7 separate regions of the Mus musculus genome follow, and regions 2, 3, 4, 5, 6 and 7 are each linked to region 1. Evidence: chromatin contacts called from public ChIA-PET and promoter capture Hi-C data. All regions are on one chromosome and are shown on one strand. The core of a region is the stretch at or near the end of the contact, and the rest is flanking DNA. Distances in the headings are between cores, read along the strand shown.

The links. Promoter capture Hi-C pulls out the DNA fragments that hold promoters and counts their contacts. ChIA-PET counts read pairs in DNA pulled down with a chosen protein or histone mark. Capture Hi-C pulls out chosen DNA fragments and counts their contacts.
Region 2: a promoter capture Hi-C map of neural stem cells shows a contact between it and region 1. The contact joins the promoter of Ap2a1 here to the promoter of Ruvbl2 in region 1. A contact is called at or near these places in 6 of 39 promoter capture datasets (hematopoietic stem and progenitor cells, liver, neural stem cells and 2 more), 1 of 115 datasets of contacts at active chromatin or transcription factors (bone marrow-derived macrophages) and 2 of 9 other capture datasets (liver and macrophages).
Region 3: a promoter capture Hi-C map of erythroid cells shows a contact between it and region 1, with 7 times the contacts expected there. The contact joins the promoter of Syngr4 here to the promoter of Ruvbl2 in region 1. A contact is called at or near these places in 2 of 39 promoter capture datasets (erythroid cells and liver), 1 of 484 Hi-C or Micro-C datasets (embryonic stem cells) and 1 of 9 other capture datasets (pancreatic islet).
Region 4: a promoter capture Hi-C map of liver shows a contact between it and region 1, with 4 times the contacts expected there. The contact joins the promoter of Cpt1c here to the promoter of Ruvbl2 in region 1. A contact is called at or near these places in 5 of 39 promoter capture datasets (cranial neural crest, hippocampal neurons, liver and 1 more), 2 of 484 Hi-C or Micro-C datasets (CD8 T cells and forebrain), 5 of 115 datasets of contacts at active chromatin or transcription factors (astrocytes, bone marrow-derived macrophages, memory CD8 T cells and 2 more) and 3 of 9 other capture datasets (adipose tissue, liver and macrophages).
Region 5: a contact with region 1 is called in a promoter capture Hi-C map of liver, with 2.2 times the contacts expected there. The contact joins the promoter of Nosip here to the promoter of Ruvbl2 in region 1. A contact is called at or near these places in 19 of 39 promoter capture datasets (the 3T3-L1 cell line, the C10 cell line, HPC-7-derived erythroid cells and 14 more), 2 of 15 datasets of contacts at CTCF or cohesin (the NIH/3T3 cell line and embryonic stem cells), 13 of 484 Hi-C or Micro-C datasets (CD4 T cells, CD8 T cells, the G1E-ER4 cell line and 7 more), 10 of 115 datasets of contacts at active chromatin or transcription factors (SST interneurons, T-cell acute lymphoblastic leukemia, Th17 cells and 7 more) and 4 of 9 other capture datasets (adipose tissue, embryonic stem cells, liver and 1 more).
Region 6: a promoter capture Hi-C map of second pharyngeal arch cranial neural crest shows a contact between it and region 1. The contact joins the promoter of Rcn3 here to the promoter of Ruvbl2 in region 1. A contact is called at or near these places in 11 of 39 promoter capture datasets (the C10 cell line, HPC-7-derived erythroid cells, cranial neural crest and 8 more), 1 of 484 Hi-C or Micro-C datasets (B cells), 7 of 115 datasets of contacts at active chromatin or transcription factors (the SCID.adh cell line, astrocytes, bone marrow-derived macrophages and 3 more) and 4 of 9 other capture datasets (adipose tissue, embryonic stem cells, liver and 1 more).
Region 7: a contact with region 1 is called in an RNA polymerase II ChIA-PET map of effector CD8 T cells, with 6 read pairs. The contact joins the promoter of Sult2b1 here to the promoter of Ruvbl2 in region 1. A contact is called at or near these places in 1 of 115 datasets of contacts at active chromatin or transcription factors (effector CD8 T cells) and 1 of 9 other capture datasets (adipose tissue).

Annotation. Positions count from the first base shown.
Region 1 is chr7:45,432,828-45,436,532 of GRCm38.p6, reverse strand. Ruvbl2 (RuvB-like protein 2) reads left to right here and starts at 2,069. Exons shown (of 15, transcript NM_011304.3): 1 at 2,069-2,281. The coding sequence starts at 2,270. Gys1 (glycogen synthase 1, muscle) reads right to left here and starts at 1,694. Exons shown (of 16, transcript NM_030678.3): 1 at 1,363-1,694; 2 at 1. The coding sequence starts at 1,480.
Region 2 is chr7:44,927,579-44,931,283 of GRCm38.p6, reverse strand. It overlaps Ap2a1 (adaptor-related protein complex 2, alpha 1 subunit), which reads left to right and starts at 1,794. Exons shown (of 24, transcript NM_007458.2): 1 at 1,794-2,004. The coding sequence starts at 1,938. It also overlaps a transcript of Tsks not described here.
Region 3 is chr7:45,894,801-45,898,505 of GRCm38.p6, reverse strand. Syngr4 (synaptogyrin 4) reads left to right here and starts at 1,795. Exons shown (of 5, transcript NM_021482.2): 1 at 1,795-1,898; 2 at 2,615-2,815. The coding sequence starts at 2,723. Tmem143 (transmembrane protein 143) reads right to left here and starts at 1,437. Exons shown (of 8, transcript NM_144801.2): 1 at 1,405-1,437; 2 at 840-1,071. The coding sequence starts at 1,427.
Region 4 is chr7:44,972,795-44,976,499 of GRCm38.p6, reverse strand. Cpt1c (carnitine palmitoyltransferase 1c) reads left to right here and starts at 1,649. Exons shown (of 19, transcript NM_153679.2): 1 at 1,649-1,905; 2 at 2,620-2,773; 3 at 3,351-3,490. The coding sequence starts at 2,633.
Region 5 is chr7:45,060,674-45,064,378 of GRCm38.p6, reverse strand. It overlaps Nosip (nitric oxide synthase interacting protein), which reads right to left and starts at 1,950. Exons shown (of 9, transcript NM_025533.3): 1 at 1,848-1,950. It overlaps Prrg2 (proline-rich Gla (G-carboxyglutamic acid) polypeptide 2), which reads left to right and starts at 2,727. Exons shown (of 7, transcript NM_022999.1): 1 at 2,727-2,791; 2 at 3,487-3,638. The coding sequence starts at 3,554.
Region 6 is chr7:45,090,076-45,093,780 of GRCm38.p6, reverse strand. Rcn3 (reticulocalbin 3, EF-hand calcium binding domain) reads left to right here and starts at 1,568. Exons shown (of 7, transcript NM_026555.2): 1 at 1,568-1,685; 2 at 2,093-2,340. The coding sequence starts at 2,099. Fcgrt (Fc receptor, IgG, alpha chain transporter) reads left to right here. Exons shown (of 7, transcript NM_010189.3): 7 at 426-788. The coding sequence ends at 535.
Region 7 is chr7:45,740,892-45,744,596 of GRCm38.p6, reverse strand. It overlaps Sult2b1 (sulfotransferase family, cytosolic, 2B, member 1), which reads left to right and starts at 2,119. Exons shown (of 6, transcript NM_001360784.1): 1 at 2,119-2,543. The coding sequence starts at 2,237. Gm31597 (a long non-coding RNA gene) reads right to left here and starts at 2,635. Exons shown (of 3, transcript XR_391433.4): 1 at 2,466-2,635.

The DNA.
Region 1 (3,705 bases), core at 820-3,319:
ACTGTGGGCCAAAGTGCAAAAGGACAGACAACCCCACCATTGGTCCATAGCTTTGAGACCTGGCAGGTAATGGGATGTATGTGGGTAGTATTGGGGTAGAAAATGGGCAGGAACCTATAATTGGGAATCAGGGGAGGTTGGGACTGGAGGGTAGGGGTCGTGGAAAAGCAAACCTGAGGATAGCCCTCTTGAGTTTATGGAGAGAGGGGACTGAAATCAGGATGCTGAGGGAGGAGCAGGCTCCAGTTAGACTCCTGGTCATGACACAGGAAGCACTCTTTAGTCTCCTAATTCTTAGAGAATTAGGAGCAGGAAGGCTCTAAAGCTCTTGACTTTCAGATGCAGTGGGAAAAATGGTACATGGCCCTATCCAGCTACCCAGTTACCTGAGGGAAGCTTGACTTATTATTCCACACCTTCAGGGCCCCTAACGATGCTAGCCCTGGGCTGGGACACAGGGACTGCTGGGCCCTGCTCCTCCTGTGACCCCACCTCAGATTTAGGAATCTGGGTCCTCAGCCTTCTCACCTGAAACTGGTACCCTGGTAGTACACAGCATTGAGTCTGCCATCTCCCAACATGCTGAGAGACCTAGTCTCTTTCTCCCCAGGATCCAGAAAAGGAAATGTTCAGATCCACAAGGCCCAGCTGCTGGGATTCCCAGCCCAGCCTTCTCATGAGCGAGAAGCTAGTGATCTCCCATACATACTGTGGGTGGGTTCCTCCCATCCTAGGGCCCAGCTCCTGACCAACTTAGGACTTCCAGCTTTCCCAGTCCACAGGGAGGGAGGCACCTCACTACATAGGAAGCCAGGACTTAGGCCCTGGGCTCCTTCAAACTCGACATTCAAGTTCCCAACTCTTTCCCACCTTGTATCTAAGAATTTGAGTCTCCAAGCCCCTCTTGGCTTTACACTGGTTCAGGTCCGCTATGCCCCCTGAAAAATCCATGAATCCCAACCTTTAGGAACACCCCAACTCCACAGTCACGTCCTCTGGACCACAGACCCAAAAGCTCCAGTGTTCCTTGGGCTTAGATGCACTAACTCCTTCCACTTTTAGATCTCAGGTCTCTCGGCCCTCGAAAACCTCCCTTCAAGACCCAGGAATCTTTCTCTGAGTGCCCTCTTCCCTAGATTGCAGAACCTGAAGCCTCCTTCCATCTTAAGAGTAGTCTCTTGTCCCTTCCCCCCAGGGCCTAGGACGCCTACTCCAGCCCCTTCACAAGGACACAGAAGTCACAGGCGCTTTTCCCAGGACCCAAGACTCCTCCACGTAACTCTTTTCCCGTCTGAAACGGAGTTTCGGGGCCCCATCCTCGCCTGCCCTTCTTGGTCAAGGGACCAACGCTGACGTTCTCACCCTTGTTGGCCACCTCCCAGGCCACCTCGAAAAGCACTGCGTTCTCGGGGTCGAATTCATCCTCCCAGTCTTCCAATCCTGGAAGCGAGGACACAGAGAGACTGCGGCTGAGAGGCATGGCTACTGCGGGCAGGGGACTTCGAGCACCAAAACTGGAAACCAGAGAGATCGGCTGGGAACGCAGCAGACTTGGTGACCGGTAGAGTTAGCGGGTGTCCCAGGGGAAGCTTGCAAGGCGCTCCGCTTCCTATTGCACGACCGCACCCCCGCCCCAGAGCGCTCCGACTCAGGTAGGGTGAGCTGAGACACTGAATCGGGCGGGCAGCTGCAGTGAAGCCTCGTGGCCGCCAGGAGGCACTGCCCACCCTGCTGGTCTAGCACGATTGGTCGGCGGCTGGGGGGCGGGGGCTATTGCGTCTACTTATTGGCGGATAGAATCCAGTTTCCTTGGCCAGAGGCTCCTGGGGAGCTGCGGGGGCGGGGCTTGTTTCTACGCAGCATGGAAGTGATTGGTGAACAGAGCTGTCAATCTCAGCTGTAGGCCCAATTTGGTGAGGAAGGTTGGACAGAGAGGGAAGGGATCGTGGAGGACGTGTGGTTGCTACAAAATGTGCTCAGAATTTTGCAATCGGACTTAGCAGTTGCAGGGCGGGGGGGAAGGAGGGGGGAGGAGGCTAGGTAAGAGGAGGAGGAGCAAGAGACGTCAGGAACCCACCCGGGATTCAGAACACCGGCTTTCCAATTTAGCCTCGCGGGCTGGGCGCGGCCTAGTGTACGCCCCCTACAGGAATTTTATATATCTTATGGGCCATAGAGATGACTGGATGACCGGGAGCCTAGAGAGGATAAAGACCGCGCTCCTAGCCGATTTCCGTTTCCGCTGAGGCATTGGCGGTTGGTGTGCATCATGGCAACCGTGGTAAGTGTTGGGTGCATGTGGAGGACCGACAATGACCCTTCTTAGAGAGTCTGAAGGAGGGAGCTGGAGAGGACTCTTGTATCTGAGGGAGGAGTGATAAGGAAGATGCCTGGTTTGACGGAGGAGGTCTGGGGAGTACTCCCGAGTCAGAGGGAGGATGCTGAGGACACCGAGTCTGAGCAATGGATACAGAGGAGAATGCATGTGTCTAAAGGAAGAGAGCAGAGGAGAATGCATGAATCTGACGGAAGGGGGCTGAGGAAGTCGCCAAGGAGGGCTTGGGAGGACACATGGATCTGTGGGAAGTGTTGGGAGGAGAGGATACCAGGGTCTGAGGGAAGCAGGCTGGTGTGTGCACCTTTGTGTTTGAGGTAGGCAGGCTAGAGCCTGAATCCCTAGATCGGAGGGACGATCACAGTGGATGAGGCCTGGTTTGGAGGAGGAGGAGGGCTAGGGAGGGTGCCTGGGCCTAATAGAAGAGGGCTGGACCTGGACTCCTGGATGTGGAGGAAGTGTATTGACCACTGAGGAAGGAGCTTCATTGTGGCTTTAGAAGCTAGTAGAGAAGGCAACAATGTATTCAGAATCCTAGATGTCAGGCATGGTAGTGAAAGCCTGCACTTGGGAGGCAGAGGCAGGTGGATCTCTGTGAGTCTGAGGATAGCCTGGTCTACAGAGCCAGTTCCAGGACAGCCAAGGGTTACACAGAGAAACAACAACAGAAAGAATCCTGGGTCTGATGGAAGAGTCATGTAGACACTCAGATTTCTCTGTGAATGAGTGACTAGCCAGAGCCTGGAGTGACAGAGTCGTGGTTCATCCCACAATGCGTTCTGGAAACTTCGTCTGCCTCTTGATGTAGTCAGTGACCAGTTCCAAAGTCTCATCCCAGTGTCCTGCGAGGTCTGAGACTGGTACCCTGGTCTTCTGGGGAAGATTAGTAAGTGGGAAGTTGTGTTGTGTGCTTGAGAGCACAGGTCACAGGAAAGTGTGTCCGAAGCCAGGAGTGTGACAGTGAGGAAGAGAAATAGAGTCTGGGTTCAGAGCATGGGGTCTTGTCCAGAGACTGTATTTTTCAGAACCTCACCTAGGGCACGTGTCTGTGCCATCGCACAGTTAGTTGAATGTTACAGTGAGCGAATAAAGCCCAGGAAGTGAGACCGGGCATATTGGGCCTGGCACTAGCTCCTCAGACTTCCCAGTGAAGAAATCTTGTGGCCTTGTGGTGTCCTTGATTCTGGGGTTGGGCCCAGGCAAGTTGTAGGGAGGTCAGTGGCGTCTGTTGCTGTTACCATGGTGAGGAAGGGCCTGCCTTTGCTTGCCTGTGTGTGACAGTAGTTTGGGGGTCTCATGCTCCTGCAGTCCACACAATCTCCTACAAAAAGAGGAAGGTGAAGGCTCCCACAGCAAGAGACAGGCAGTAA
Region 2 (3,705 bases), core at 545-3,044, 500 kb after region 1:
ATTAAAGGCTTTTCTTTTCACCCAGAGCTCAATAACTCCTCTTGTCCTTACCAGGCTACAGGAGCAGAGAAGCAGCGAATAGGAAGATAGGCTAATTGGAGACAGACTTTGTATATATTCTTGCTACATTTTATGTCTCCTCTTCACATCCCTCCTAGGACGATTAGTCCAAACATCTCTTGCAAGCTGTATCCTTAAGTATTTTATGAAGTCTCTAATACTTAGAAACTCTTTAGGAAATAGACATCTGATTTTGTGACTTTTTTTTTTTTCCAGTGCTGAGGATTGAACTCAGCATTTGGATGTAATAGTCAAGTACTCGTCCACTGAAACAGGACTCAGTCCCTCACTGGGGGATTCAAGGCAGGAGGTTTATATCTGAGCCACACCCCAGCCCCTCACTGGGGAGTTCTAGGCAGAGGCTCTACCTCTGAGCCACACATACACCCATTCTCTCACTGGGGGATTAAACGTTACATCCTTAACCTTTTCTGTTTTTGAGACAGGGACTCTCCATGTAGTCCTGGCTATCCTGGAGCTGTTTACATAGATCAGGCTGGCCTCAAACTCACAGAACACTACCTTCTATTCACAAGGACTCAGTGCTGCCTCTTCCTAGGTCCCAGGACATAACTACCTTCTAGACCCATTCTGGGGGTGTCAAATTAGAAAAGCCTGTCAGGGGTGCCGTTTTGTTCATGGGGATAATAGACATGGACTCTCCCAAGTCCCTTTGCCCCAAATTTCTCAATAACCCCGGGCATTGGTGTTCTGGGGGCTTTGACTTCCCTGCAACTAGTGAACCATAGAACCTAGGGAGTCGGAAGCAAAACAAACTGACCCAGTCCTCAGCTGTGGCTTTAACTGGCTTTTCCTTGAGTGGTTCTCCAGAACTGATGGAGGAAGCAATTTTGATCTTATGACCATTATAGGCAGATTGTCTTCGGTACTGGGGTTTAGGGAGGAAAAAAGAGTAACCTATATTGAAAAATGTTTAAAAACCAAAATAGTAATCCCAGTTTTCCATTTTTGAGCTGTAGTCTTGGGGAAGCCACTCAATCTCTTTGGACCTCAGTGTCTATGGTAACAATCCTTAACCGGCAGTCCCTCCTCTCATGGATAAGAGGTTTGCAGACAAGTCAAATTTCCAGGCGTTGTTTTTAGGGAAGGGAATGCTCCCGAGGCCGGGGCTCGGGAGTGGAGACCGACTGGGAAGAGGGAGGCGCCTGCGTAGTGGACACCTCACGGTCTACCGCCTCGCCCAGCCCCTCTCTGCAGCAGGGAATTGCAGGCATCGCTCCACCTATCGCAGTTCAGCTAACTGACAGGGCTTCTTTCTCCTTCCTTCTCTACGGATCGTCGCCCTTTTGCCCGCCCCCCACAACCGCCCCTTCGAGGGCGGAAGTATGACGCTTCCGGCGAATCGGCAGAGCCTTGCGAAGAGCAATCTCCTCACCCATTGGTCTTCTTTTCCCGAAGTTCCGCCTCCTTCGGCCTCTTACATCCCGCCCTACTGGCGCGGAGCTGGTAGTCCATCCAATTAGCGTTGGTCTCGGCCGTTCAGGGGGCGGTCCCAGAGTGTGTCATCGAACTCCCCCGTCTCTAGGGCAACGCCCCCTGCCTCCCTGCTCCGAACGGAAATAGCCCGGTACTGCACCAATCATCACCTGGTGTCTTTACTATTTAGCCAATCAGAGAGAGAGGAGGGCGGGCGTTCTATTGTGAGCGGCAGGGCTCTCAGCTAACAAGTGGCGTACGTTCCCGGATGACAATCCGTAGGGGCGGGTCTGAGGCGGGGCGTCGGCCTGCAGCCAGCCCGCCGCTAGCCCGCCCTCCCCCGGCCGGCTCCTCGGCGCCGTCTGGGGTCCTTTCCGCCCGGTGCCGCCAGCCAGCCCCGCGCCCGTTCGGCCAGGCTTGGAGCCGAGCCCTCCGCCATCATGCCGGCTGTATCCAAAGGCGATGGCATGCGTGGGCTCGCCGTGTTCATCTCCGACATCCGGAACTGTGAGCTCATGACCGGGGCCCGGGGGTCACGCGGCGACCGGGCGGAGGGAGCAGGGAAGCGCGGGGGTGTCCTCCCGGGAAGGACCAGGATGGCGCGGGCGGACGTGGCGGGAGGAGGTGGAGGGAATAGGGCAACGGGTTAGGTAGGTCATTCAGTGCCATCTCGAGCCTAGATGGAGGAAATCAGGGACGCAGAAGAGATGGGAGGCGGGCAACCACCTAGGGCCAGGGGCCAGAAGTTGGGGAACTGCCCAGGAACCAGAGATGATATAATTGGGGACAGCAGAAAGACCAGATATAATAAAGTGGGAAGACAGCAGAGGGACTCGAGATGATAAAGTGTGTGTGTGTGTGTGGGGGGGGGGGGGGATCAGGGTAACCAGAGATGATGAAGTGGGGAGATACCAGAGGAATCAGAAATAGAAATGGGGTGACAGCAGAAGGATAGAGAAGATAAGGTGGGGGACAGCAGAGGGATCAGTGATGGAAGTGGGGAAACTGCAGAGGAAGCAGAGATGATAGGGTAGGAACAACACCATAGGGCCCCCAGATGATAAGGTGAGGACATAGCAGAGAAACTAGAGATGATAAGGTTGGGGGGACAGCAGAAGGACCAGAGATGAAGAGGTAAGGGACAGAGGACCAGAGGATGATGTATGAAAAGACTCTACATGGAAGATTGTGTAAAAGACATGGAAGGCACCAGGTGTACTTGTGCAGGCCTTTAATCCTACTACCTCTGAGACACAGGTAGGCTGATGATCTCTGTGAGTCCATGACAGCCAGGGTTACACAGAGAGACCCTGTCTGAAACAGCTAACGTCCCCCTAATCCCCCACCCCCAAACAAGGACAGCATTGAAGAGGCTACATGTAAAAAATAAGGGACTATAGTATAAAGTCTTGGGGAACCTAAGATACCAGCAGGCTCTGGGAAGGTATCACAGAGTGAGTGTTTATGATGGAAGCAAGGTATCTTAATGCTCTGTGAGAAGAGCTCTATCAAGCTGGGGGAGGGGAAGTTTGTACCCTGAGGAAGGGAACAAGGCAGGCCTGGATCCAAGCCTTTTTTGGCTTATTACAGCAATATGAGGACCATAGTCCCTTCTAGGAAGGGTTGTAACAATGGCCTGGCCTGGCTGCTGGTCAGCTCTCAACTCCAGGGAGTAGATGCTCTGTGTGGAGCTGTCAGGACCCTTCAGAGGGTCCATGAGTAGATGTGGTCAGCCAGAGCTGGCTTTGTGTTACAGAACTCTGTCACTGGGTGACCTTGAACGAGGGACCTCACCTCTCAGTTTATTCCTGTCAGGAGAGGCTGCTGATGGCTTCTTAATGAGGGGTGGCTGGGCTGATGTGGGGTGAGGTCCTAGGCCAGGTCCTTGTAGCTGCTGTTGGCATTGGCTAACATCTAAAGAAGGACTCCTCCAAGCTGCTCGGGGGCGGGGGGGGGGGGATGTTGAGTTCAGTAGGTGTCAGCAAAAGGACAGTGGGAAGCTGTGTGCTCCCTTACCTGGGAGATGCTTCAGACCCGGTGAAAAGAGGCGGAGCTAGGAAGGGTTGTAGACTTTGGCATGGGTATCTGTTAAAAATGGGTGTGGTTTATCTGTTAACTACTGATGGGTGACCCTCTGCACCCCACTTAGTCCCTTTGGCTACCTCCATTTCTAATAGGATGTCACCCGCGGAGATAAGATGACTTGTT
Region 3 (3,705 bases), core at 546-3,045, 460 kb before region 1:
GTTGCTGACTTCAGACACACCAGAAGAAGGCATCGGATCCCATTACAGATGGTTGTGAGCCATCATGTGGTTGCTGAGAATTGAACTCAGGTCCTCTGGAAGAGCAGTCAGTGCTCTTAACCACTGAGCCATCTCTCCAGCCACTAGGGGGAGTTTTTGATGAGATTGTTTGTGCTTGTACGTATGCATGTGGGCATAAAATCTAGCACGGGACTTGGTAGACACAGCAGGTGTTCAGTAAATCACTATTATACTAATGATCATCTGACAGTGATGGAGGGCTGAGAGCTCAAGCTATGGAATAGATCAGGGGTGAAGTAAGGGGCGCACTCTAGAGTCAAGCAAGCATGGGCCACTCACTGTAGCTTTGGATGGGTCACTGCCTTTAAACCTGTAAAATGGGATAATGGTGGCCTCTCACAGGGTTGTTCTGATGGCTCTATACATTACAAACACTTAGCACGGTGCCACGGAATAAAGAGCTCAAGGTGTGATAATAATTATCATTATGGCTTTGCAGATACAAATTTATTATGTACTAGAAAGGAATTATGAGGATGATAGTTACATCTATTTCAAGGGAAAAACTTATGTCCCAGTGTGCCTGTTCAAGGCCCCAGAAGAAGCCCAAGTCCAGAGATCTTTAGGCATCTCATCTTGGAGTTCTTTCTAGCCCCTGCATTCCAACTTTCTCGAACCCACTAGGAACGCCAAAGGGACCAGAAACTACACTCCCAGGAGGGCGCTAGCGCAGACCTCAAAAGCAGGTATAGTGGTGCAGTCGCGAGGTCGGCTGGAAACTGTAGTCTCTAGGTCCTTAGACCACTGATGGGCGGTACCTGTATCAGGAGGCGGAGCAGCTGCTCCTTGGAGAATGGAATGAAGCGCTCGCGGTACTGCTGGGCCCAGTCGCAGGGCTCCTTGGGGTTCCACATCTTGCGGTACACCCCCATCCTGTTCTCCAGGGACGACAGAGCTCGGGGAGTCCCGAGGAGAGCAGGCACCAGGGACCATAGTCGGACCTTGGACCCCCAGGTCACATGCAACATGGCCTGCCCCCTTTCCCAGAGCCTAAACATAAGCAAATGAAGGGGGATGTCAAAGGTCAGTTGGAGGTAGTACCTCCACACACCCCTCCCTTCGGGGACAGTTCCTGGCCAGTCTCCCTCCCTCTAATCCCTTTCCGGTTCCTTCTACACTGCACATTTAGGTTGGCTCCGGAATAGGGTCAGAGGTCGTAGTTTGGAGTATCTTGCAGGCCCAGGGACCCTGAAGCGGTACAAATGGTCTCTGAGAAGCTTAAACAATGAGGTGGAGCTCAGGAGTGTTGAAAAACTAGGAAAAGTTAATAGCGGGTGCTGGGCCGTCCTTCCTGGGCCATGCAATCCCCCACCCTGCCCTCACCTTAACCAACGCGCGACTGTCATTGAGCCTTCTGCGCATGTGCAGTAAGAGGTCCTAGGCCCAGAGGATTGGCTTCAGCAAGCAGTAAGGCGCATGCGCACAGCCTGAGCCGCTTGAAACCATTTAATAGCCTTTATCTCAACTGCGCATGCCTCATCGCTAGTCCTTTTTTTTTTTTTTTTTTTTTTTTTTTTTTAAAGGTAATGCGCACGCGCTGAAGACGTGTGGTCCGCTATTTGGAGCTGGGTCGGGCCCTCGCGCGCGCCCGGCCAACGGCGACCCGCCCAACGTCCGCCGAGACCACGCCCTTTCCATAGTCAGTTCGGATAGGCGGAAAGGAAAGGGGCGGGACTTGGCTGCAGCCAATCATCTGTAGAGGACAGAAAAGGCGGGAAAAAGAGGAACCAAAAAGAGGCTAGAGGTGGCTCCCGGGACCAGGAGAGGAAGCCAGGCAGGCAGAAGAGGAACGCAGGTCCTCGGCCCTCGGAGAAGAGGTGGTTCTCTTCAGCCAGCGTCCCCTTGGGGTCTCAGCACTTCCGCCCCCAGGTCCTTAGAAGGGAAGCCCCTAGTCTAAGGAGGTTGCCATGACTCTCATACCGAGTGGCAGCTGGTTTCTGAGGCTTCAGTCTTAAGACAATATGTCATCCTGAAACAGAGCTGAAGCCTAAGCAAGCCTGGTGTTACGGAAAATGACCCAAGTTAGGGAACACCTCAAATATTGCTGGGCTCTACGTGGTCTTCTATACCTAGGGTAGCTGCATTCCCTCAAGGACCAGTCTACAGTCCCCCTATTGACCCCACTCTGAGGGCCCAGCAGACCTGCCACCCCTTATCACCCTCATCCTGTATTCCCAAAATCTAGGGCCCTCAGAACCCTCTGGCCCCTTATCAGCACCTGAAACCTCCAATAGCCCATCAGCCTACATTTCCAACTTCTGGAACCCCGAAGCAGCCTTCCAGCCGTGCTCCCATTTCCAGAACCTCCCACATACCCTATCATGTCTCATCTCCAGCACCTAAGACCACCCAGCAGTTTCTCACCCCATATTCCTGACAACTGAAAACGGGAGCAGCCAGCCCCTTCAGCCCACCCCCTCTGTTCCTAGGGCTCCTAACAGCCCCTCAGCCTATCCATCCCCACAAAGGAAGGGCCAGTACTCCCCACTCCCAGCACTTTTACTCTGACATTCCCATTCCTCTTTTCTTGCAGTAGCTGAGCCTTGAGGTGGGTCTGAGGCACACAGGAAGTGGTGCCCAGAAAGCAGCACCCAACACCCCTGCCCCTACCTCCCGGGACACCCAAAGAAGAGCAGCCACTATGCACCTCCCTGAAAGCCTCCACGACCTGGCAGACAATGAGACTGTGCGCTTTCTGAGGAGACCAAAGAGCATCTCAAGGATCTTCGGAGGGGTGAGACCCCAGGGGTCAGGACACAGGCGACATCCAGGAAGAGGGCAAGGGGTCAGTGTGGTCAGAGAGGGAGAGAAGCAGACAGGAGCCCAAAACTGAAGCCACCTTTTACTGAGTATCTGGTCACTAGCCACTGTCAGCATCAACCGAGTCATCACAAGAAAGAGCCCCTCAAACCTGGGGCTCCTCAAAGGGCCTCTCAAATCTGTCACACCAGCACATAAAAGACTGAGGTAGGAGGATTGACATAGGTTTGAGGCCAGCCTGGGTTACAGTGTAAGAAAATGGAAAAAGTGAAAAAGAACCCTTTCAAAGGCGAAGAAAAGTAAAGCCACCCCCCCAAAAAACCCCATAATTTTGATAAATGGCATCAGTGTTTGAAGACTGCTTGTCCAGTGGAGTAGCCACAAGCCACGGGTGCTACTCCAATTCCAACTCATCAAATGGGATTCAAATGGGCTGCTCTGCAATCATGGTGGCCATATTTCAGGGGCTTAGTTGCCAAAGGTGCCTTATGAGTCTCCAGTTGGACAGCATAGATTCAGGCCACTTCACCATGCCAGGAAGTTCCATGGGACAGCATCCATTAAGGTTAACACAAAAGGGGGGAAGCACCACTCGGTTCTAGGAGATGCTAGGACCCATCCATTTTCTATTTCTCAGGTAGGGGAGGGGTGAACAGGGACTAGATCTATTTTTTTAAAAAAGCATAGATCTGGGAGGACCACAAGCACCAGACTCAGGGAGCAGATGTGAGTCATCACTGTGCCAGGCGTGATGCCGATGCTTTCTGTGCATCACTACCATCTTCCCAAGGGATCTGGACACTGAGAGCAAAGTCCCCATTCAGCCCACTGGTGCTATGTAACCTTGGAATAGAACCAGCCAGC
Region 4 (3,705 bases), core at 400-2,899, 460 kb after region 1:
AAATCTGCCTGCCTCTGCCTCCCAAGTGCTGGGATTAAAGGCGTGCGCCACCACGCCCAGCTCTTCCTGAGATTCTTTGGAGCAGAGGTTGAGGAGTCCTCAGTGCGGGTCAGACCCCTGAGCCCCTGAGCCCCCACCCCAGAGTCTGCCTTCCATCTCCCGCTCTTCCTGTGCTGTTCCTGTTTTCGGGGGGGATGAGGGGGTTGAGACAGGGTTTCTCTGTGTAGCCTTGGCTCTCCTGGAGCTCGCTATGATCCATGCTAACCTGCAGCAGAGGTTCACCTGCCTCTGCCTTCTGAGTACTGTGACTAAAGGCCTGCACCGTGGTACTGGGCCATTTGTGTTTGTTTGCGTGGGCTTTTTTTGTTTTGGTTTTTGGTTTTCTGAGACAAGGTTTCTCTGTGTAGCCCTGGCTGTCCTGGAGCTCACTCTAGACCAGGCTGGCCTCAAACTCAGAAATTCGCCTGCCTCTGCCTCCCAAGTGCTGGGATTAAAGGCCTGCACCACCACCACCTGGCTGTTTGCGTGGTTTTGTTTTTTTGTTTTTTTTCAAGATGGGGTTTCTGTGTGGTCCTTGCTGTCCTGGAACTTGTTTTATGGTCCAGGCTGACCTCTAACAAAGGTCCACCTGCCTCTGCCTTCCAAGTAATGGGATTAAAGGCGTGCACCACCACTGCTCAGCTAAACATTTTTAAGATTTATTTCTTTATGCCTGCACACCAGCAGAGGGCATCAGATCCCACTATTAAGCTAATCATGGTTGCTGAGACTTGAACTCCTGTGCTGTTTCTATTCCAGTGACCCCAGGCCCCTGCACTCACCCCTCCAGAGTAAGGGCGAGACCAGTATTTTGGTCCACCAGTGCTTATGGGAGCTGGATCACTCTGACCTCGGAACAAGTGGGGATTTGGATCCTATGTGGCATGGCCAAGTGGGGGTGGGTAACCCTAAAGCCAGAAAGTTCATTGAGCAGACTGAGCTCTAAGATGCTCTTGGATGAGAAATCTGTTCGGTCTGGCTTCCCACCCTGTGCCTGGTGCATTGGTCCTTCAGCCACACTAGCTAGCTCCTATTCCAAGCAAGAGCCCTCCTGGGTCCGACCCTGCCACCTCCTTAGTGCAAGGGGATCATGAGCCCGAGGACCTTCACAGAGCCCCACCTGCAGTGGAGAGACCTGGATATTGTCCTTGCTGGGTGACAATGGGTTGGTCTCTGTCCTGGGGTGGACCCAAAAGAACACCAGATCCATTGTGGACAGAATATGAAACCCTGGAGTGGAATAAAGCAGACTGCCGTGTTTGTGTATCTATGCCCATCTTGCACCGTCCCTCTGGTTGTCTAACTGGGATCTAGTCCCCCAGTGGCGTCTATTTCACGTGCCTCAGTCTGTACTGCTGTGGATGGTTCTGATAGATCAGCCTGAGAGGCATCTAAGATGTGCTCCAGTAGATATACGGTGACATACATGACATAATGTAGTACCTAAAAGAGGGCAGGGAGGGAGGTCAAGGCTGTTTCTTGAACAAACTGGTAGAAAGAAAGAAGAAAAAAAAAAAAAAAAAAAAAAAAAAACAGGCTTTGGGTAAGAGGGTTGGACGCTAGGACTCCAAGGGGGCGGGGAGAGAATGCGGAGGGATTGGAAAAGAGCAGGGACAGAACGCGGAGGGATCGGAGGAGGCGGGGATAAAACCTAGGGCCAGAACACCCAGTTCAGGGAGGGAGGAGGCGCCCGCGAGGTGTCTCTGGGTTTCAGGATAACAGCCAAAGACGGTTGATCAGTTTGTGGACTCATTACACGGGGACTGGATGTATGTACATGGGAAACTGGGTACTGGACTCAAACTGGGGGAAGGAGGTGTATATGGAATTGACCTCAGGAACCGCAGCTGCTGACCTCTGACCGGTGTAAGTACTAGTACCAGGTACAGGAGGGGCTATGGGCCTTGTGTTGGGGCAGGCGAGTAGGGCTTCTCCATCACTTGTCCTGGACATGCCTCCGCTCCTCACCAGCATCCCTCGATGCCGGGCATGCGCAGTAGGGTGCTTCCTCTTTCATCCCTCTCCAGACCCCATGGTGGAAGGGAATCCGTATGTGTTTACGCCTGGCAATTGGAAATGAACAGTGCCACCATCGGCAAATGTTCATTTCCCTATGGGTCTAAAAATTAGTACGTTAAAAAAAAATACCAAAAAACAACAAACTAGTGTGTTTTATTCAAACAACTGATCCTGCATCAATTTCCCTCCCCCACCCCGAATATTGAGTACTGAATTCTCAGTAATACAGGTCTCAAGGTAGCTCGCCAGCCTTCATACTTTCAGAGATCCCCAGTTAAATGAAGTCAGGTCCCAAAGCCCTCTCCAACTGTGAGCTGCAGCGCTCCTCAGGTTCTTAGAGCAGAGTATGCTGAGTCCTGTGGTCCTGCTGTGGGGAGGAAGGGACCGGATCTGAGAGAGGAGGGCTGGGGGCCAGACTCCTCCATCCCCAACACAGCTGAGAGTAAAAGCAAAGTCTGCACGGGTGGGTCTGAGGGGAAGGGGCCAAGTTCTGGAGTCCTGGACCTTGGGGGCGGGGAAGCACCGAGGTCCTGGAGAATGACTCTCCGTCTTTCTCCTAAGGGGCCCAGGGAACATGGCTGAGGCACACCAGGCCTCGAGCTTGCTGTCTTCACTGAGTTCCGATGGGGCAGAAGTAGAGCTCAGCTCGCCAGTGTGGCAGGAAATTTACCTCTGTGCCCTGCGCTCCTGGAAAAGGCATCTCTGGCGTGTCTGGGTGAGGAGAACTATTGGCTGGTTTCCTTCTGGGAATTCAGATTTCGGGGCTTCCTGAAACCGATTCTGAAGATATGGATGTCCAGTCCCAGGCTACGGTTAACTATGGCTTCCTCTGGGATGCTCTGTGCTGCCCACTGGCCTGCCCTGCTCAGCATCCAGACTCACTCCACTCCCCTGCTGCCCTCCCCATGCAGCTCCTCCCCCAATAACTTCAGTATAGTCTCCTTATCTTGGATTTATTTATTTGTCTGCTTACTGACTGACTGCCTTACTGGTGCCAAGCTTCAGAATCCAGGGTTTTGGACAATCTAGGACAGCTTGAATGACACTCTCATCCCCTGACTGGTAGATTCCAGGAGGGTTCCCTACCACCAAGCCATGCCTCCACTAACACCCCATTGTGGATTCTAGGAAGAGTCCCTGTCCCAGCCTAAGCTCCTTATTGGGGAATAAGCAAAAGTTATACCATGCTTCCAACTCCTTACTAAATACATTCAGTAAAAGGAATCCTGTGCTCTGCCCACATCCGAGACCCTAGAAGCTCCCAAGAGTGAGCCTCTCCTTTCTCACCACAGAATGACTTTCTTGCTGGTGTGGTCCCTGCAACCCCCCTCAGCTGGCTCTTCCTCTTCAGTACAATCCAGCTTGCCTGTCTCCTCCAGCTGGACCCTTCCCTAGGACTGATGGAGAAGATTAAAGAGTTACTGCCAGACTGGTGAGAACCTTCCTCTTCACCAGTCACTGCCCTCCCCACCCACCCCCCCCCCAAGATACTCTGTGCTCTGCCTGCCACAGAAATGTAATTTCCGGGTGTGATGGTGCATAGGCCTTGAATCCCAGCCCCGGAGAGATCTGGTCTACAGTGAGTTCTCCAGGACAGCCATGGATGTTACTCAGAGAAACCCTGACTCAGGGTTTATTATTATTATT
Region 5 (3,705 bases), core at 701-3,200, 370 kb after region 1:
GAGAGAAGCCAGTCACAAAAGCCCAGCCGATTAGGCAAATGCATACGAGTTTAGAGACTGCCAAGAACTGGGGGTGAGAAAGACTAAGTGGCAAAGAATGTGGGACAAGATCTTTCTTAGGGGGTGTTAACCATGTCCAGTTTGAGAGGGTAGTTCATGTAGTCCAGGCCTCGGATTCTCTATGCATCTGAGGATGACCTTGAACTGTTGATTGTTCAGCCTCTACCTACTGAGTAATTACATCTCTGAAGCAGCTTACTGCCTGCTGCCCTTGGAGGCCAGAAGGCATTCAATTCCTCAGGACTGAGGGGAGTGCAGGTGTGGTACCACACCCAGAGAACATGCTCTAAAATTGTTAGTGGTGATGTCAGTACAATTCTGGGCGTATACTACAAACCACTGAATTGTTTGCTCTAAGTGGGTAAAGTATACAGTATGTGAAATTATATCCCAATAAACCTCATTGAAAATAAGAACATGAGCCAGGAGTGGGGACTGCATGCCTTTAATTTCAGTACCAGGTTGTGCATCTCAAGAAACAAAACAAAACAAAACAAAACAAAAAACAAACAAAAAAAACAAAAAACAAATTAAGAAGCTGGAGAGATGAGGCAGTGGCTAAAAGCACTGGCTGTTCTTCCAAAGGACCTGGGTTTGATACCTAACACACACATGGCAGTTCACAACTCCAGTTCTAGGGGACCTAATGGCCTTCTGGGCTCTGTAGACAGTGCATTCACATGGAGTGCACAATCATAAAAACAGGCAAAACCCTCGTTTACATAAAATAAAAGGAAAGCATTTCTTTTCTTTTCCTTTCCTTTTCTTTTCAGGATAGTGTCTCACTATGTAGCCCTGGCTGGTCTCAAACTCAGGAAAATCCATCTACCTCTGCGCCCAGTTCTGGGATCAAAGATGTGTCTACCATACCCCTTTAAATAAATCTCCTTCTGGGGGCTTTCAAATGTCCTACGTTCTTTGTGAATTTTACATCATGCACCCTAATCCCACCCATCCCCCCCCTCGTTACTTTAAATAAATCTTTTTTTTTTTGCCACTGCCCAGCTAATAAATCTTAATCTCCTTAGAGATATTTAGTGAAATTCGATGCAGCCTGGACTACATGTCACCTTGCCTCAAAAAAATACAATAATCGTTGGGGTGGTGGCGCACGCCTTTAATCCCAGCACTTGGGAGTCAGAGGCAGGCGGATTTCTGAGTTGGAGGCCAGCCTGGTCTACAGAGCTAGTTCCAGGACAGCCAGAGCTACACAGAGAAACCCTGTCTCGAAAAGCCAAAAAACAAAAACGAACAATGGGGCGGGGGGGGGGGGGTAATAAGTGCTAGGTGTGGTGGTGCACACTTTTAATCTCAACACTTGGGCGGCAGAGGTTGGCGGATCTTTGTGAGTTTGAGGCTAACTACATAGCGAGTTCTATAACAGCAAGGGCTACATACTGAGACTCGGTCTCAAGCAGAATAAAATATTTTAATTGCTTCAAGGAACCTTCAAGGGTCCAAACCACTACTGCTCATTCCCCTCCTCACCATTGTCTAGAAATCCGACCTCAACTCTCACTAACACAGGGAACCCCAAGTTCCCCCTCACTTGGTCCGCATCACTCCTCTACTGCGGAACTACATTTTCTACAACCAGCCAGGATGAGGGAGACAGTACAAGGCATCCTGGGAAATGTAGTTCGTCTTCCAACCTAGGCGTTCAAGAGCGCTGTTAATGATTGACAGGGATTCGGAGTGCGAAACCTTATCCTACCTCCCTCAGAACTGCAAATTTCTCCCACAAGAAGGAAACTTGGCGACGCGACCCCTCACCGCCTGCAGCTTACCTCAAGAGCGGTTATCCGGCTTGTCGTTGCTTCAACTACGTCCCGAACCGGAAAAAGAGTACTGTTTTTAAACTCTACTCCTCCTACTTCCGCCCGACAGGAGGAGACCGGAAATAATTCTGCCCCTAGTCGCGGAGGCGCTTCGCCTGGCTTGGTAAGTGCTTTCTTCTTCTCTTCCATCCCCCCGGAAACGTGAGTGACTACTCGAAGGTTCCGGTGAGCGAAAGTGGTTTGACTCTGGGAGACACCCTAGCCTGTTCTAGGCATTACCCAGAGCGGGGCAGTTGCTTTGAGTCTCTTCAAGTTTGAGTTTGGAGACTTAACTCTGTCACCCGAAGAGACTGATATCCAGTTCCCCAAATATATTACTTATTTTTTCCCCCATTGCATCTTAAGAGTCGATAAGTGAGAACTCTTTCCCCTATTATAGAAAAAACAATTTTCAAAGATCTCGAGACTAAACTGTTCAAGTTATCCTCAGGAAACAGATTTATTGTGGTACCGCCCAGTTATTCTAGGAACCAAAGAATTCCCTTCCCACCAGTGTGTAGATCTCTTGAGACCTAAGATTTATTTTCCTGGCTCTGCCAAGTCGTCTGTAGAGAGAGACTCGGGCTGGACAAGTAGGGAAGAGGAGACTCTAATAAAGCCCCCTAGATCCCTCCATGGTGTCGGAAAGCCTTGTTTCTTCTGTGTGGGGCCGTGGCACTGAAGACCTTGATCCTATGGTCCCTTTAAGTACTTTGTCCCTTACCTGAGTCCCTCCCAAAGAAGGTAATCAGTAGCCCCGCCCCCTCGCCAGTAGCCGGCTCGGGCCTAGTAACCCAGGAGGAGCTCCCCTCCTCTCCTCCCCTCCCCTCTTGCCTACCCCTTTGCACAGCTGGCTACTCTGACCCAGAGGGCCTTCGTTAAAGAAGAGAGGCAGAGCTCCCAGCCCTGGCCAGGTAAGTGGGTGCATGCTCCCCGAGAAACTCCTGGGCAGAGGATCTGGTGTCCTGATTCCCCACGTTATTGGGATCTAGAAACTTGGGACCCAAGCTCTAGGCTGTGGATCCCCAGGGCTCTGTCTCCTCAAGCCTTCAAGACCTAGAAATATACGACCTGATCTGTCGTGTAGTCTCTGATCTCTGAGGCTCGATGAGGCAACAGGTAGAGGGAGGCTGACTTGGAATGTAATCTGCTGGGCTGGAAGGGAAGAGGGTTGATGATGAGCTTGTTTAAATGCCTACTGTGTGTTGTCAGGTTTGTGATAGGTAGAGAAAGCAAGCCTCAGCAACTGTGTGCTTATCATTGTCACCTCCAAAGTCCTCCTCTGACATTCGAAAACCTGGTACAATAGGCAAATGACTTTACTACCTGGTAACACGTTCTTCACCTATAAAAATGGCAGGAGTAATAGGACTGGCTTGAAAATTAAGATGAGCCAGGCAGTGGTGGCACACCTTTAATCCCAGCGCTTGGGAGGCAGAGGCAGGCAGAGTTCTGAGTTTGAGGCCAGCCTGCTCTACAGAGTGAGTTCCAGGACAGCCAGGGCTACACAGACAGAGAAACCCTGTCTTGATAAAGTCCTGAGTTGATAAAGACCCACGGTGTCTGGCATGGGACACGAGTTGGTTACTTGCTTTTATCATGATGGCAGAGTGCGGGCAGGGAGTCCTGGCCTCCTAACTCCGCTGCAGCATTTGTCATCTGGGAGTCCACACAGTATGAGGGGCCGTCCTTCCCTGCTCTTAGTCTATATGGGATTGGCCACCTGCCTGGACACCTCACCTCACAGAGAGCAAAACCAAGGTGAGTGTTTGAGTCTCTTCAAGTTTGAAGGTGAGTGTTTGGAGAAGAGCCTTGCAGAGGTTTAGTT
Region 6 (3,705 bases), core at 319-2,818, 340 kb after region 1:
TATATGCAGGATGGGGGAGGGGCGGGGCCGTGTGCAGGATTGGGTGGGAGTGGCCTTGTGCAGGATGAGGGAGGGGCGGGGCCGTGTGCAGGATTGGGGTGGGGCGTGGCCGTGTGCAGAATGAGGGAGGGGCGTGGCCGTGTGCAGGATTGGGGAGGGGAGGGAAGGGGCCGTGTGCAGGATTGGGGAGGGGCGTAGCTGTGTGCAGGATTGGGGAAGGGAGGGGCCGTGTGCAGGATTGGGGGTCGTGGCAGGAAGTAGCGACTCAGAAAGAAAGAGGGGAGGCAGAGAGATAATAGAGACAAAAGAGTCCCTGACCACCCTGGGAAAAGAGATGGGAACAGAGACCATAGCGTGACCCTGTCAGGTGTGTTGGGTGGGTGAGACCTTAGATACTTGTGCTGACCTCTGTTCCTCTCTCTCAGCCCCATGGCTTTCTCTCAGCGGCGATGACTCTGGTGACCTGTTGCCTGGTGGGAACTTGCCCCCAGAAGCTGAACCTCAAGGTGCAAATGCCTTTCCAGCCACTTCCTGATGCAGACTCGGGCCCCCTGCCCACTGCAGCCTTTCGGGCTGTGTGACCTCCTGAACTGTCTCCGAGCCTCCTGAGGGAGCCTGGGCCCGATGTCCTCCCATGGATCCCTGCTTTTGTGGCCTGCTTCAGTTTCCCTTCTTAATGTACATGGTTGTTTTCCATCTCCACATAAATTTGGCCCCAAATCTGTGTGTGCATCGTTATTCTCAAGTTTCAAGCAGCTGGAATAAATTGAACGCGTCTGGGAAAGATCATATAGACACCTCTTGATTGCTATCGTGCAGCCTGGCCATTTTATAGACCGAGTTGTGTATGTGATACCTACACTGTACCAGGCATTGCTTCTCTTCTTTTTCTTCCTTCCTTCCTTCCTTCCTTCCTTCCTTCCTTCCTTCCTTCCTTCCTTTCTTTCTTTTCCTTCTTTTCTTTCTTTCTTTCTTTCTTTCTTTCTTTCTTTCTTTCCTTCCTTCTTTCTTTTTTTTTTTTTTTAACATTTATTTATTTTATGTATCTGAGTACACTGCAGCTGTCTTCAGACACACCAGAAGAGGGCATTGGATTCCATTACAGATGGTTAGCCACCATGTGGTTGCTGGGACTTGAACTCTGGTCCTCTGGAAGAACAGTCAGTGCTCTTAATTGCAGAGCCATCTCTCCAGCCGCGCTCCCCCCCCACCCCCCCCTTTTTTTTTTAAAGACAAGGGTCTCTCTACGTCGTCCTGGCTGGCGGCAAACTCATAGAGACAGACTGCTTCTGTCTCCCAAGTGAGCCAACCAAACCCGACCTCCTCTTTTCTGAAACGGATCTAAGAAATGGAAAGAGTTTTTAAAAAATACATTCCCCTTAATCCCCTGGGGCCAGAGACTCTGGAGGTGGTCGTGCAAGTCGGCCCATATGTTTGCTGGGAGTTGTAGTTCAATATCAGCCTTATCGCCCACCACGCCTTCGGGTCTGGAGCTCGGCCTTGTGGACGTGGCAAGGGGGTCGTCATTGGCTCCGCCCCTGAGGCTTTCCTGCGCAGTCATTGGTCAGAGGGCGGCAGCCTCTGGACGGCTGGTGGAGGAGCTTAACTGGAACCTGGCCAGGTTGGGCATCTTTGTGCGAAAGCAGAGCTCAGCGTAGGGAGCTAACTCAGGCCGGGTAACAGAGGTGTGGTGGGGTGATGGTGGGGTGAAGGTGGGGTGGGTGGAAGGGTGGGGGTCGCGGTCCAGCCTGGGGGCAGCACAGAGGAGCCTGCATGATGCTTTCGGCCACCACCATGCCCTGAACTTTGGGTGGGACATGCGCCACGTCTCTAACTGAAATACCCCCTTTCTGCTCTGAGACTCCTCTGAGGCTCGGATTCCACCCCCAGAGGTTGTTTTGCCTTTAAATTCTCTATTCTTTTTGCCGACTTTTCTTGAGCCCAAAACTTTTTGCAGCCTGCGCTTTTATCGGCCCTGCCTTAGGCAGCCTCCTCTACTCCGCCCCCTTCAAAGTTCTCCCACATTATCTCTGGTTCAGACACCCCCCGCCCCCAGTCTTATCCCTGACCGCTGGTCCTCACCTCTCCTCAGGAACCGATGATGTGGCGATGGTCGTTTCTGTTGCTTCTCTTACTGCTGAGGCACTGGGCCCTCGGGAAGCCATCCCCTGATGCAGGACCTCATGGCCAGGATAGGGTCCATCATGGAACCCCCCTGAGCGAGGCCCCCCACGATGACGCCCACGGGAATTTCCAGTACGACCATGAGGCGTTCCTGGGACGAGACGTGGCCAAGGAATTTGACAAACTCAGCCCAGAGGAAAGCCAGGCCCGACTTGGGTAGGAGGATGGCGGGGGAGCGGGGCAGAAGTGGGAGGTGGGGAGAGAGAAGTTAACTGAAAAGACAAAACTGTGGCACTCACCTCCTGGGAGAAGGCGGAGCTAAACCTGAGGCTGTGGGGGACCTGCGTCACCAACCCCTGGGTTCCCCTCTACCTCAGTCCCCCCTATGCCTCTGTCTGGACTTCCCTCTTCTCTCTTCTAAACGGGACGCCGACTCTCGGTAGAGACTGAAGACAAGGGATTTGAGGAAGATGCCAAGGTCAGAGATCAGGTTGACCTGGGATGAGTGATGCCAACTGGACTGGACGGGCTTGCCCCGTTTCTAGGTGACAGATACAGTCAGCATGGGCCCGGGACAAGAAGGCCACTCGTGCAAATATGCTTGATTATTTTCATTGTTATTAGTACTTTGAGATCGAATTTCATTTGTGGAACTAGCTAGTCTGAAATTCACTCTGTAGACGAGACTGGTCCTGAATTCAGAAATCCGTCTGCCTCTGCCTCCCGAGTGCTGAGATTAAAGATCTGCGTCTTTAATGTGATGGCAATTTCTAATTTTAAACTGGGCAAATAGTAGCAGGGCAGAGCTGGAGAGAGAGGAGCCCCAAATTGATCAGCCCATCTAGGGAAGTGGGCAGACTGCACTTGAAAGAGGGGCGGGCCCTGAGATGGTGAGAGGCGGAGCTTCAAGGTTAATAGAGACAGTGGCACTCTAGGATTGGGGTAAAGTTAGAGGCCAGACACCCTGTTCACACTTAAGCTCAAGTCCAGCTAGGGTCTGTGCAGCGCTTAGAGGTCGGGGCTAGAGTAGAGGGTCTTGATTTGTGTCAGGTGCTAATCCAACTAACTCCTCTAGGACTCCTGTAGGGGACAGGCTAGGCTTTTAGATGGGCCTGGTACTAAGATTAATAGATGCAGCTCCCTCAGTTCACCTAGCATTTCTACTCTTTCCTAGCCTGTGCACCCATGTCTCTGAGGGGCGTGGCTAGGGCAAGGGGCGGAGTCAGGGTTGGCAAAGACCTAGGGGTGGGTGAAACCTATCAACGGTAAAGCTTCTCCTGGTCCTGCACTGGCTCACAGTTTTAATCCCAGGACTTGGAAGGCAGAGGCAGGCGGATCTCCGTGAGTTCAGGACCAGTCTGGTCTACAGAGTAAGTTTCAAGCTAACCAGGAGTACATAATGATACCCCCTCTCTCAAACAAAACCCCCCAATAATACGTTGAAATCTACCAAACAGAAAACAGACAGTTCCTCTCCTGGGTTCATTTGGAGTCCCACCCCAGTTTGCTTGCAGACCTTGGGTGACATTTTTCTCCCTTATCTTTCTTTCTTTCTTTTTAAGATTTATTATTATATGTAAG
Region 7 (3,705 bases), core at 870-3,369, 310 kb before region 1:
TGCCTGGTAACTGGTGATGTCACACATTCCTGGGGTTCAACCTATGGAGGGGTAGGATAACATCACTGAACAAATGTAGTATCTAGAGAATTTACAACTTACAAGGCACACTGAACAGGCTGAACACTGAGCAGGCTGGCCTGAACAGGGCCTTGATAATGCTGGGCCACTGCTGGACAAAATGGTTATTCCTTAGAAATCTCAGATTTATGGGATGTGAGCTTCAAACCAGGATGGATGCTGACCACTTACAGCCAGCCTCCTGCCTTTCTTCTCTGTGGAAATTTAACCAACTTTGATACAATGCTTTCTCCAGGTTAGACAGAGCCCCGAGTGCTTTACAAAATGCTACAAGGTAGCAGGCATTATATCCATCTATACACCAGAAAACCCAAGGCACAGAGAGCATCCCACAGTGAGCGTTCCTAAATGCCTTCTCCTCCATGTGTCTGAGTTTTACCTCAAAACCAAACTCTCGTTGTCAGCATTGTCATTACTGCTGTTCTAGGGCCTAGTGACACACCATACAGCCATGCCCATCCCTCACTGGGGAGTTCTAGGCAGAGGCTCTACCACTGAGCCACGTCGCCTGCCCCTCATTGGGTGTACAGGCTGGTTTTGTGTCAACTTGACACAGGCTGGAGTTATCACAGAAAAAGGAGCTTCAGTTGAGGAAATGCCTCCATGAGATCATGAGATCCAACGGTAAGACATTTTCTCAATTAGTGATCAAGGGGGGGGGGGCTGTGGGTGGTGCCATCTCTGGGCTGGTAGTCTTGGATTCTATAAGAAAGCAAGCTAAGCAAGCCAGGGGAAGCAAGCCAGTAAGTAATATCCCTCCATGGCCTCTGCATCAGCTCCTGCTCCCTGACCTGCTTGAGTTCCAGTCCTGACTTCCTTTAGTGATGAACAGCAATGTAGAAGTGTAAGCTGGAATGGGGATTCTAGGTAGGGGCTCTACCACTACAAACTTTCTTCTTTCTTTCTTTCTTTCTTCTTTTTTTTTTTTTTCGTTTTTCAAGACAGGGTTTCTCAGCCGGGCGTGGTGGCGCACGCCTTTAATCCCAGCACTCGGGAAGCAGAGGCAAGCAGATTTCTGAGTTCGAGGCCAGCCTGGTCTACAGAGTGAGTTCCAGGACAGCCAGGGCTACACAGAGAAACCCTGTCTTTTTTTTTTTTTTTTTCCGAGATAGGGTTTCTCTGTGTAGCCCTGGCTGTCCTGGAACTCACTCTGTAGACCAGGCTGGCCTTAAACTCAGCGATCTCCCTGACTCTGCCTGGGACTTAAAGTGTGCGCCACCACACCCCAGTGTCTTTTCCTTTTTGAGTCCAAATCTCCCTGTACTTTTGGAGTTGGCCTTTAGTTCTCTGTCCTCCTGTCTCAGCCTTTGGGAATGACCAGCGTGATGTGATCCACTGGTCTCACTCACAGAGGTCCCACCAGTCAGAGGAACGAAGCAGATGCGGCATCCAGAAGCCAGGCTGTTCTTAGGAACTTTTAGTGGGTGCGTTTCTTCAAAACAAAGCAATATGCTGTGGTTTCCTTTTCCCTCAAAACATGAAACCAAGGGTTGTAGCGTGGTGGTCGAGTGATAGCCTAATGTGTCAGCATCAAGGCTCAAGCTCCATCAGTACAAAAAAATCAGTAGATAAAATATGTGTCCCACATGAGCCTGGTGGCCCAAATCTGTCATCCTAGCTACTTAGGAGGCTGACACACAAGAATCAAAAGTTCAAGACCAGCCAGAACAGCTTAGTGAGACTCTGTCTCCAACAAATTAATAGAGGGCTGTGGGCGGGGCTCACAGTGCGGGGGGGGGGGGGATGGGGCGGGGCTCCGTAGTGGACCACTTCTTGCACCATTCTGAAAGGTCTAGGTTCAGTCTTCTCTTTGGAAACTCGGTTTCGTGGCTGCGTAAATGCGTCATGGCTTTGGGACAAACAGCTAGATCGTTTTAGCTTCTCGGTGAGTCATCGTGGGTTCTCACATGGGCTCTGCAGCGTGCAGCGTTGGCGGGGGCACCTGCCACCTTTGGCTTGGGTTCCTCGTTCGGAAAATGGCCTGATGACGTGGTGTCGCCCTCCAGGGTTGGGATGTGGAATAGACATAAGGAGAACACTTAGCTCCACTTTGCAGACATGAAGTACCCTTCCTCCTACCAGAAGCGTAGCTTTGGGCGAGTCACTCCCACCCTCCACGCTCAGCTTTCTACACCCATAGTGTGGGGGCGACAGTATGACATCACGGGACTGCTGTGGTGGAGTTGAAGTGGATCTACTCCTCAGGTGGACACACGGGGCTCAGAGAAAGGACACTCCTCACTGGCGTGTGAATGGAGGGCCCTGCGACTCTTGCCCACCTCCTTGGTCTTCTTTACACGTGCCCTTCCCCTCTTTCAGCTGGAATTTTGGAGGTGAATACTTCAGATACAAAGGTATCCCTTTTCCTGTCGGCATGTACTCACCGGAGAGCCTCAGTCTGGCTGAGAACACTAGCAACGTGCGGGACGACGACATCTTCATTGTCACCTACCCCAAATCAGGTACCGGTAGTGCTAGTCTGGGCTGGGGAGGAAGGGAGGAGAGAAGGGAGGAGGAAGGGGAGGAGCCTGCTTTGCAGAACCCGGCAGCTTGTCCTCTGCTAACAGTACCTTCCTTTGCACTGCGCACTAAGTCCCTGCTCCAGGGAGACTCTGAAGGCCTAGCTAATGTCCCCTCCCCTCTAGGGCTGCCACAGTGTCCCCAATCCTTCCCTGTCTCCCAAGCCTTCACAGCACTGAGTGCCACCAGCCGCGCATGGTTTGCTGGGTAATTTGTTCATTTTTGTTGAGAAAGGTTTTCATGTAGCCCAGGCTGGCCTTGAACCTCAGCTGGTCCTGCTGTCTCAGTGTCTCGGGTTCTGGAATGGCAGGTGTGTGCTGCTGGGCACAGTGTCACTGGGTAAACCTCTGCTTATCCACTGGAAGGTTAATCTGGCTCTCTCTGAGCGCTCTGTCTGCCCTGGCTGTTGCTTGTTCTCGGAACCGCGCGTGTCTGTGGAGGAGGTTCCTCATTTCGTGTGAATTCGCATGCAGACTACTCCACAGTCTTCACAGAGAAGGAAAGCCACTGCGCATTCTGCTTCTCTCTTTGTCGCTGTAATAGACCACCTGACCAAAAGCAACCGAAGGAAGACAGGCCCTGTGTGGCTTACACTTCCAGGCCCCAGCCTTATCACAGAGAAGCAACGCAATCAGGAACAGAAGCAGAAATCACACAGGATCCTGCTGTGACTGCCTGGCTCCTTAGAGCTTGCTCAGCTAACTCTATAAACCCCAGGCCCCTGCCCAGGAGGGGCACTGCCCTGAGTGGGCTAGGACCTTCTCTATCAATTAGCTATCAAGAGTGTGCCCCCGGGCAGCATATGTCTTTAATCTCAGCACTAAGAGGGCAGGGGCAGGTGAGTTCGAGGCCAGCCAGGGCTACATGGGGAGACAAATAGTAAATAAACAAAAAACATATTTAAACAAATAAACAATGATAAAAGAAGACAATCTATCACAAACATGTCCTCAGACCAATGGAGTCAACCCCCCAGCTCAGCTGAGATCTGGGTAATTCTGGGCTGTGCTGGCAGCTGAGGCGAACTAGGAGGGCTGGCTACATGGTGCACATCTGTAATCCCAGCATGTTGGAGGGGAAAGTAAGAGGGTCGGAGTTAAAGGT